Regions from separate parts of the Pan troglodytes genome. Here regions 1 and 2 are each linked to region 3. The links are chromatin contacts, called in public Hi-C maps. All regions are on one chromosome and are shown on one strand. Each heading gives the region's core, a stretch centred on a gene start, on an enhancer-like site or on the middle of the called end of the contact. The rest is flanking DNA. Distances are from core to core; before and after follow the strand shown.

What was found. Hi-C and Micro-C count contacts between places; a contact is called where the count stands out from the background.
Region 1: a Hi-C map of stem cell-derived neural progenitor cells shows a contact between it and region 3, with 2.5 times the contacts expected there. The contact joins the promoter of TM2D1 here to the enhancer-like site in region 3. A contact is called at or near these places in 1 of 7 Hi-C or Micro-C datasets (stem cell-derived neural progenitor cells) and 1 of 1 datasets of contacts at active chromatin or transcription factors (stem cell-derived excitatory neurons).
Region 2: a Hi-C map of induced pluripotent stem cells shows a contact between it and region 3, with 1.9 times the contacts expected there. The contact joins two enhancer-like sites. A contact is called at or near these places in 2 of 7 Hi-C or Micro-C datasets (induced pluripotent stem cells and stem cell-derived neural progenitor cells), 1 of 1 datasets of contacts at active chromatin or transcription factors (stem cell-derived excitatory neurons) and 1 of 1 other capture datasets (stem cell-derived neural stem cells).

The regions. Positions count from the first base shown.
Region 1 is chr1:169,272,716-169,276,046 of NHGRI_mPanTro3-v2.0_pri, forward strand. TM2D1 (TM2 domain containing 1) reads left to right here and starts at 1,370. Exons shown (of 7, transcript XM_063817346.1): 1 at 1,370-1,569; 2 at 2,739-2,812. The coding sequence starts at 1,406.
Region 2 is chr1:170,721,643-170,725,173 of NHGRI_mPanTro3-v2.0_pri, forward strand. No RefSeq gene overlaps it. Among named protein-coding and RNA genes, the nearest start is that of C1H1orf87, 200 kb to the right of the region's middle. Within about 2 kb of position 1,534, at least 7 of the 24 cell types and tissues checked have an H3K27ac peak or open chromatin away from gene starts, as enhancers often do. A contact at or near this core is called in induced pluripotent stem cells, where this site is marked.
Region 3 is chr1:169,953,094-169,956,727 of NHGRI_mPanTro3-v2.0_pri, forward strand. No RefSeq gene overlaps it. Among named protein-coding and RNA genes, the nearest start is that of NFIA, 27 kb to the left of the region's middle. Within about 2 kb of position 2,033, at least 16 of the 24 cell types and tissues checked have an H3K27ac peak or open chromatin away from gene starts, as enhancers often do. A contact at or near this core is called in induced pluripotent stem cells and stem cell-derived neural progenitor cells, where this site is marked.

The sequences.
Region 1 (3,331 bases), core at 120-2,619, 680 kb before region 3:
AGGCACAGTGGCCCCACACCTGAAATCCCAGCACTTTAGGAGGCAGAGGCGGGCAGATCACTTAGGCCAGGAGTTCGAGACCAGCCTGGCCAACATGGTGAAACCCTGTCTTTACTAAAAATACAAAAATTAGCTGAGCGTGGTGGCGCACGCGTGCAGTCCCAGCTACTCAGGAGGTTGAGGCAGGCGAATCACTTGAATCAGAAGGCAGAGGTTGCAGTGAGCTGAGATTCTGCCACTGTACTCCAGCCTGGGTGACAGAGAGAGATTCCATCTTAAAAAAAAAAAATTTACTTCTCGTAAAACATTATACCAGTGTTCTCAAAGTGGGGGTCCCTGGACTAGCAACACCCACATCCCTTGGGATCTCCTAGAAATGGAAATTATCCAGTCCCGCCCTACATCTTTTGTATCAGAAACTCTGAGTGCGGGTTCTATCATTCTGTTTTAATAACTACTACAGGTGATTCAGATGCTACTCAAAGTTTGAGAACCACCAAAGTTAGTGCTAAAGTATGGATGAAGAAGCACCACTCAAGTTCAAATTTTTATATTGTTAGACCAAAAAAAAGATTAAACTTAACTTTACGAAAACATTTTTTTCTCACTGTTAAAGTTCCCCACCACAGAACTTTTAGAACATATAGAAATTTAAAAACAACAGATGGAGGAAAAAAAATCTTCAACTTTTCACTTAATCATAAACTATTTGGTTTCCTCTTGTTACAGTTTCCACCCCCCAAATTATCCCCCACCTAAATTGTCACTTTTTTTTTTTTTAAAAGGCGTAATGTCTCTCACAGTTTTTAAGTTCTGTTCGTGGCAGCCTTCCAAAATCCTTCTCTAAAGTTACAGGAGGACATTATGTCAATTAGTAAGAGCATAGATCTGAAATCTGGCAAACATCAATTTCATTCCGACTGAGTCACTTAGTGATTAAGGTCAGTGTGTTTCAGCGTCTTTGAGCCTTGTTCCTTATCTGTAAACCCAAAACCTATCAGGGCTAACTGCGATGATGTCAGGAAAGCATTGATTCCAACCTCTGGCGCCGCTGGCACTTTCAGAGGACCGAGAAGCCTCAGCTAAGGGCGCGGGAATGAGAAGCGGGTGAAGCACCTGATTGCCTAAACCACTCGTTTCCTTCCTCCAGCACTCAAAGATCAACCTTAGCTCCTTCCAAGGGTTCGTGGGGGAAAATTCGCCTCGAGGGACTGGGTACATGCATATTTTAAAAGGGTCTCCCAATGTGATTCCACGGGCTCACGGGCAGAAGAACGCGCGAAGAGACGGAACTGGCCTCTATCCTTTGCGAGGTCCCTTTAAGAACCTCGCCCTGTTGCCCTTCTCCCTCCCGCTCCTGGGCGGAGGCGGAAGCGGAAGCGGCGAGAAAGTGTCGGTCTCCAAGATGGCGGCCGCCTGGCCGTCTGGTACGTCTGCTCCGAAGGCCGTGACGGCCAGACTCGTTGGTGTCCTGTGGTTCGTCTCAGTCACTACAGGACCCTGGGGGGCTGTTGCCACCTCCGCCGGGGGCGAGGAGTCGCTTAAGTGCGAGGACCTCAAAGTGGGACAATATCCTCTGTGGAGAACACCCCCCCATGGAGGCGAGGTAGAGTTGGGGTCGCAGGTGGGTCGCTGCCGTCAGGACTGGCTAGGGCTGTACTGAGTGAAAACGATAATGTGATCTGTGGCTTCTAATGACTGAAGGATCCCTGAAGGTGAACACAGTTGTGGAGATGGGAGGGCCAGAGGCCACCCTTTGTGATTTCCTTATGATTTTACTAGTCATTGGCGCTTCCTCTTCTGATCCACTTGTTTTTTCTTTTTTATCAGTGTGCTTACTTGTTCAATAAAACATGTAGATCCTGAAGTATGCCAGGCCCCGTTCTAGACACTAGTAATACAAAGATGGATAGTCTCTTACCCTGGAAATGTTTGCCAACTCTTCCTAGGGGGAAGACAAGTAATAACGATCTAGCCAATGTGTTGCCCATTTATCGTTAACTTTATGTATATTATGCATATTACCTCATGTCATCCTCAAACTTCATGAGATGGTAGACTGCCAGACAGATTTCTTTCTGTTTTCTTTTTTTGAGACAGGGTCTCACTCTGTCGCCCTGGCTGGAGTACAGTGGCACGATCTCAGCTCACTGCAGCCTCCGCCTCCCGGGTTCAGTCAATTCTCCTGCCTCAGCCTCCTGAGTAGCTGGGACTACAGGCATGCGCCACCACACCCGGGTAATTTTTGTATTTTTAGTAGAGACAGGGTTTACGCCATGTTGGCCAGGCTGGTTTTGAACTCCTGGTCTCAAGCGATCCGCATCCCCCTCACCATGAGCCACCGCGTGGGGCCTCAGTGGATAAATTTCTGTTGCACTTTGTAACCTTGGGTGACCTATTTGAACTCTGTTTTCTCATGAGTAAAAACGTGGATAATTATGGGGCAAATTTAAAGGTTTATTGTAATGTTTATGTATTATTATATTATTTGTAGAGACAGACTTCTCGTTATGTTGCCCAGGCTGTTCTTCCCAAACTCCTGGGCTCCAGTGATCCTCCTGCCTCAAGTATTACTTAGCAATACTAAAAGTATATTTGTACATATGCTTATTGACTTGGACAAACTAGCAGCCTCTATTTACATGTGAATATCAACATGAGTATATAATATGAATAGTAAAGGCATGATAATGTGTTGTGTTGGAATGTAGTCCGTATTTCCTTAACTTTTTTTTTACATATATTTGTAAAGATCCAAAAATAAATGACGCTACGCAAGAACCAGTTAACTGTACAAACTACACAGCTCATGGTAAGACTTCAAGAAACATGTCTTTAAAAATAATTTTAAAAACATTATTTCATAGGTCAATGTATGATCACTAAAGGCAATTAATAAATGCATTTTTTCTAAATTATAACATTATTATTCAGTTTCCAGAGTAACTTAAAATTGGAGAACTACCTAGGGGTTGTCAGTATTTAATTTAAAAAAGAATCTTACTTGTTCTGAAATGGTGAAATTTCACCATATAAACAATAATAGGGCTGGACGTGGATGTTCCCAGATTCAGTTAGGCGAGTGTACTTATATTTTATATACTTTATTTTCCCCAAATTAATAAGCATATCATTCCCTTACATGGAAAGTCTTCCTTTTATTTTCCTTTAGCTCTCCACTTATATCATCTATGAATACTTACCTGATAGTTCTTGGCTAGTGCCATAATACCTACAAGTCCTTTATGCTTCCCAGCAACTTCATCATTATCGTTTATGTCACTTTGATAAATTTCATTTCTATTACTTTGATTATATTACTTTGGTTTAT
Region 2 (3,531 bases), core at 284-2,783, 770 kb after region 3:
ACTTTCAAGTTCAGGCTTCCTCCCAGACCAATTACTATTTTATTTTATTTTTCCAGACCAACATTTTGTTAACTGCTGATATCTTGTTTGTTGCACAATCCTTAAAGTCAGATTGTTTTCTTATCCTGGCCTTACTATTTGCTAGCTGGATGTACTTGAGCAAGTCACTTTACTCCGCTGAGACTTATATTCTAATCTGTTAGATAGAGACTCTCATCTGGGGGAAATAATATATGCCCCTTATAATCAATGTGATGATTATATGATTTAATTCATATAAAGGTTTTAGCACAGTGACTTGTATATGATAATTGCTCCATAATTTTTTTAACATTTTAGATAAAGTTGTTTTTTAAATGCTCACCTGGCTCTTGTTTTTCTCCCCTCCTTTGTAATTATAATTATTATGCAACAAATGTTACTGTGTTTTAAACACTATGTAAGGTAGATATTTTTAAAATAAGAATGATTATTCTCTAGGTTTTGTGAATAAGAAAGTAAATAAAATCCATCACTTTCTACACATGTACCCCACAAGTATATACAAATACGTAACAATGAAAACATTTTAAAATCCATAACTTCATAATTAATTTACTATGTTTTATTAAGTTTTTGAGGTTATTTATGTCGATTTTAAGCATATGGTAGAAACATTATGTAATGATATACTACTATGAATCTCTTTTCAATTTCGTGTTCAATGACATTACCTTGATTTTGAAATCAACCATGGTGGAAATATTTATACCATGAAAATTGGCAAATGCTGTAAGTCAGGGCTTGATGTATTGTTTTGATGATTTCGCTAGACTTGGTAGGTTAATAATGCTGTATTCTGTCTGTGACTATTGAGTCATAAACAACATAAATAACAGGAAATATTTTTCAGTATTAGTGGATCTAACACTATTAGTGAATTTAACAAAGATTCGGCTGATACCATTAACAAACAAGTGAAGTTTTAATATATGCCTTTGTCCATTCACTTTTTTGCTCCCTGTTAACATAAATGAAAATATCAAGCACCATTCATTTCACAATCACACTTGTTGATCAGTGAAGTAAGAGACATTTTTGCTGAACCAGACAGTATTTAAACGTTTATTTGCAGGCTGATGTTGTCAAATAATGGTTGGATTGCAATAATAACTTGGCCATGAATACAAGAGTTCAACAGAAATTAACTAATGTATTCTATGAGAATCAATTAGCTATATGGAATTTATAAAAAAGATTATTGTATATTTTATATATATAACATGTAAATTGTGTGCTACTTGTCCTGTATATGAGTGATATGTATAATAAACTTATGTACATGTACATATGCACATATTTTTCCCCCAGGGAGCTGGTTGTTAAATATTTATCAGCACACTACTGCCCCCAATTCATATCTACCTTCTAGTCATCACCTCTCTGGCTTTGGAGCAGATCATAAACTCTAGAATCCAGACACCAGCCAGTGCAGTACTTCACAAGCTCTGCAGTACTTCTCAGGATCTGTTTTCCCAGGATGACCTTGTGTGAGCTGTGAGTCATCAAAACCTGGTTCCTTTGATCTGCCCCGGGGAGAAAGGAATTATGTCCCTTTAACATGGACAAAACTCCACGGGACCTCAGCTTGCAAATTCAGGATTAAGAGAACTTGAAATTCACTGACATTCTACAAACTCAGAGCTAACGAAGCCTGTGAGGGTCATCCCTTCCAGAACTTTCGTCTTTATGGAATGAGTATCAGAACAGGCCAGTCTCAGGCTCATGTCTGAGTGATTTATCATTTTCATTCATCACCTCTAAGGCTGAGCTGGCCCCAGTTTCCCTTGTCTGGGCTATGGATGTCCCCTGCTGGAATCCAGAGCTCACTGCAGCTCAGGGAATTAGAACAAATACTGCGGCCGTAGATTCATTGTGTGTATGTGTAAGAACACACTCGCTGTCTGCGTGCCTCTCGACATGAAACCACTCTGGAAATTCACTCTCTTGTCCTGGTTTTACAGGTCGGCCCTCATTTACTGATTTCATGTCCCAAATGATTGAGAATCATTATTTATCAAGTCTTTTGAATAATGTCTACCACATGGTAAGTTCTCAATAAACATTTACTGAAAAAAATGAGCATATCCTTGTAAGGTACATTATGCGTGATCTAATTTCATCCTCAGAACAATCAAATAAATTAGGAACTATGGTTAACTCCTTCTTGTTTTCAGGTGTTGGAACTCAGGCCTAGAGGTTAGGTCACTTACATAAGGTCACTTAGCTTGGATGTGGCAGCATCAGCCTTAGGGCATAAGTGTCCCTGTCTGCAGGCTCGCTGCTCTGCTACAGCCTGCCATGCAAGTCTCCAAAGGGTTCCTTCTCCACAGCTTCTCCAAACAGAAATATCTGCTCCTTTTTGCTTTCGTATTTCCCCACTCCCAGTATTCACCCAGGGTGAATCTCGTCCTTTGTCCTGCTTGCTGTGTACCCTGGCCAAATCCCTTCGCCTTTCAGAGCCTGATTTTCTTCATCAGATAAATAAAGGGGATGGATTAGCTGACTCTTAATTTTAAAATGCCAATTCTAAAATGCTGACGCTTTCTGAATTTAATTTCAGGATAGACATGCTGAGGTCCAAATTGCTAGGGATTTCCTCTCTGGCCAAGGAAACATAACTCAGTCATATACTACTTGTGAGTTTGTATCAGGAGGATGAAATTAAGCCCCAAAGTCTGCACTGCCATTTGGGAACGTACTTTTTCAGATCAGAAGCCAATGGTCACTTACATGAGAGGTTATCAGTAGATGGACAAAAAGCACCATTTCTGTCTTCTTTCCAGTGAGCCAAAGCATGGTTGCCAATTCAGACAGCCAGTTGGGAGTTTTCAACATGTGACAAGCCCAAAGGCATTTCTGAAGCTGCCAGCACAGAGGCCTGTCGAATCTGCTAAGGAACCAGATGCAGCAGATAAATATCTTCCACAGCTTGGCATCTGGGGCCTGTGCTTGCCAGCTGAGAGAAGGGGCTGTGTTGCACAGTGCTGGGGGTGGGGAAGGCAGAGAGACAGCAGCTGAACAAATCACACGTATTTCTCATTGAAGTAGAAAAAAAGGCAATTCTAGAGAGCATTTCAAAATTCTAAAAGGACCAGATTAAATATGGATGGTTATATGTAGGTTATTATTATATGATGGACTGGATTATGAATAGGTAAGTTATATATTGTGGTCTTTGATACCATTGTTTCATTCAGTCTGTTGATATTATTTTGCATTTCTAGAATGCAATAGTCTTTATGCAATTCACTTAGTGCAATTACATTTACAAGACAATCTCTCTCTCACACACACACACACATACACACACGAATCTTGTATATCTAGCTCTGCACCAAATAAAAATTACAGAAATAAAGCATTCTTTTCATCATGAGGCAAAAAATGACTATGTGTTGAGTCATGTGTCCAGACTTTGTTTTTTCAAAAATATATTTCCCTTTTAGATTCTTCAAATGAATATTCAATTTCATCAATTTCCTCTCAATA
Region 3 (3,634 bases), core at 783-3,282:
GAGTATTCTAAAGGTTACATTTTCGTCTTAAGGGATAAAAATGTTGCTTTCATCCTGTTTACCGAGGGTGCCCAGTACAAAGTGGGCAAAGTGGTAGGAAATGCGGTCTCTGGGCTTTGCCAGTGTCGGGAGGATAGTTCCAGCATATTAGTCCCTGTCTGCTTAAATGCCGACGTTAGGTACCCGGCATGTGATGTCCTGCGGTTGAGCCCTCTTACTCTTACTCATCAGGTCCCGGCTGCAGCGCTGGGAACGCTGGGCACACCTGCCGATTTTAAAGCAGCAAATTCAGTTCAGGCCACCGGGAGCGGGAGGGCTCGCTTTTCCGCTGGGGCTACCGCATGAAGCAAGTGCTTAAATTTTTTCCCTTCACAAAAGGGAAAAAACCATTTTGCTTAAATCTGTTTTTTCTTAGGACGCACTTAGAGACCAGGCCCGCCAATATTCCAGTTAGAGTTAACGCTACCAGAAATATGCAGTGCTTTAGGATTCCAACTTGGGACTCGTTGAAGACCAGAATGTTACAGTCAATCTCGCCTTTCTCTTTTTGTTTCCAACACCCTACTTTCCCTTCAGTCTCTTTCCTCTTCGGTGTTCTCTACCTCTTGAAATATAAAAGTTTAATAAAAACACCACCCTATTCTATTTTTTAAAATAAAAGTTGACACTAAATTTGAGAGCTAGTGTTGCAACTAAGCTCTTCGGAAGTTTACCCATCTGTTCTCCAAACCTTTGATGCCTGTAATGTCAACCACGATTGCTTCTTAAAATTCACTAAAAGAAGTCTTTCAGTAACTTTGAAAAAGTGTAATAAATGCTAATGGGGGGGGGGGAACTCCCAACTCTGATGGATTTTACTTTCTCGGATCAAGGAGCAGGACTCCAAGCAAAAGAATAAACTTTATGTAGTTTATTTTTAAACTATTCTATTTTCAGTAGCGATTTCTCTTCCTTAGCTAAATTACTCAGCTTTGCTCAATTCCACTTTTACCTTTCCCCACACGTCCTCACTGACTCAGCAATTGTCACCGAGTGAGACCCTAGGCAGTGGGAAGGAGGCCCCCACAGATATGCTCCCTGGCTAAAGCGCTCAATTGAAGATCTGAGAAAATATCTTCAGAAACTACAAATGGAGCAAATCATTTACCTAATTCACTCAAGAGCTTCCACGGGAAGGACTCTGGAGGATGAGTGTCCTCCTAATGCGGTGCTAATGAAAAGCCCCTTAGCCGGCTCTCCGGCCGAGCGCCGGACCGCGTCTGCTCGGCGTCTACGGCGGAGCGACCCTGGTTGGCGGCGGCCGCGCATTCCCCCCCCACCTGCCCGAGGTGGCACGGCGGCCGCGGCGACTCCGGACGCCGCCGGGGCCACTCTCCGGAGCGCCGCCCTGCGACCCCGGACGCCCCCTCCCTGCCCCCACCCACCGGCGCGGGTCTTCCTCCCGCTCTTCCTCCTCCTCACCCTCCCCGGGGCTCTGTGTGGGGGGCCAGGAGGTGACTGGGGACGCTTCCTCGGTCGCGACTCCCGGTTCTCCGCGGCCTCCCGCCCGGGGGGGTTGGGGTTAAAATCTGGGAGTTCAGCTCTGCGGCGAAATCTCGGGTTCCCAGGGAGGGGCCGGAGGGAAGGAAGACCCCGCGGGGAGCGCGCCGGCCAGAGCCGCCCCCGCCCCGCGCGGCCGCTGTCCCGTGGGGAGGATGAAAGCGCAGGGCCCGGGCGGGGCCGCGGCGGCTCCAAGGGGCGGCGAGTGCGGGGCGGGGACTGCGGCGCTCGCGGTGACCGGGCCCCCCTTCCCAAGCCGCAGCTCCTGGCCCTGCAGGTGCACCCCCAGCCCCCTTTTAGGCCCCTCCGTGGAAACCGCCTTCCGGCCCAAGTTCTATCCTTTGAGGCTTTGAACCAGGCCTTTCAGAAGTTTTTTAAGCTGCCCCGCCCCGCCGGCACTCACGGGGGTCACAGTCCCCCATCCCTCCACCTCCGCTACAGCTGCCGGCGAAGCGGGTGCCGGGAGGAAGCGGAGTGGGGGCCAGCGGGCCGGCCCGAGGGTCGGGGACCGAAGCGCCGCCCCGGAGCGCCAGGCTCGGCCCCAGCGCTTGGAGATCGCGCCGCGTAGCCCGACCTCGGAGGAAGCGCGGGCCCGCCAGCCCCTGGAGAGGGGAGGGCAGGGGGGCTGAGAGAGGAAGAGCGCGCGGGGAGGGGGGCACGTCCCCATCACCGAGGTTCCTGCGCTCAGTTCAAGCCAGGGGACAACTTAAATTGGCCTTCAGGGGAGGCAGCTGGTGACCCGTGTCCTCGCCCTCCAAATTCCCCTGAGCGAAGCAGGGCGCCACCTACAGGCGAGCTCTAGATAGCAGGCAGGAGAAAGACGCGCCTGCAAAGTAATGTGGCCCCGTCCCAGCAAGCCTAGCAAGGCCTGTTGTGTCCACAGCCTCCTCTCAGCTGCCTGAGCCTGTACCGAGTTATAGGTCTGTTGGCAACAGCAAGAGCCCTGAGGGCACTCAGCGTGTGCTTTTGGGGAGTGGAGAACTGGGTGTTAATTTCAGGAATTGGGGGATTCCAGTATCAAAGAAGTAGCAGCTCTCATTGGACAGGCAGGTTGCACCCTGACAATTTTGGCTGCACTTTGACTCCAGTATCTCGACTCCAGGCTATTTTCATGGGATGCACTATGTTTCCTTGAGAATAGCTGTGTAGCCTTGGGCAAGTTACTTTATCTCCCTGAGTCTCTATTTCCTCATCCCTCAAAAGAGGGAATAGTGGTACCTGTCTGATAGAGTCATTGTGAGAATTTAATGAGAAGATGTAGGTAAGAAGCTGTAGGTGCCTTCTAAGGAATTTTCACCTATTTCTTTCTTTTTTAAAAATAGTTTTTAATTATTTTTTTATTTATTTTGAGTCGGAATCTCTCTCTGTTTCCCAGGCTGGAGTGCAATAGCGCGGTCACGGCTCACTGCAACCTCTGCCTCCCTGGCTCAAACAATTCTCCTGCCTCAGCCTCCTGAGTAGCTGGAACTACAGACACGCGCCTCCATGCCCGACTAATTTTTTGTATTTTTTAGTAGAGACAGCGTTTCACCATGTTGGCCAGGCTGGTCTCAATCTCCTGATCTCAGGTGATCTGCCCGCCTCGACCTCCCAAAGTGCTTGGATTACTGGGATTACAGGCCTGAGCCACCGCACCCAGCCAACTTTCACCTATTTCTAATGTGAAGACCCATCTTTTATTCTAAGAAATCTAACTTGTAAGACTGTTTAGCTTCTTTCTGTTCCTTGAAGATTAGGGCCTTAGAGGAAGTGGGAGAGAGCTAAGAGGTTTCAGTGTTTGAGTAGGAAACAGGATGGGTTACGGGGAGTTTTGATAACCAGCTTATCTCCTCATAGACAACGGCTGTAGGCCGGGTGCTGTGGCTCACATCTGTAATCCCAGCTCTTTGGGAGGCCGAGGTGGGCGGATCACCCGAGGTCAGGAGTTCGAGACCAGCCTGGCCAACATGGCGAAACCCCATCTCTAATAAAAATATAAAAATTACTTGGGCGTGGTGGTACATCTGTAATCCCAGCTTCTCAGTAGTCAAGCAGGAGAATCACTTGAACCTGGGAGGTGGAGGCTGCAGTGAGCCGAGATCACACCACTGTGCTC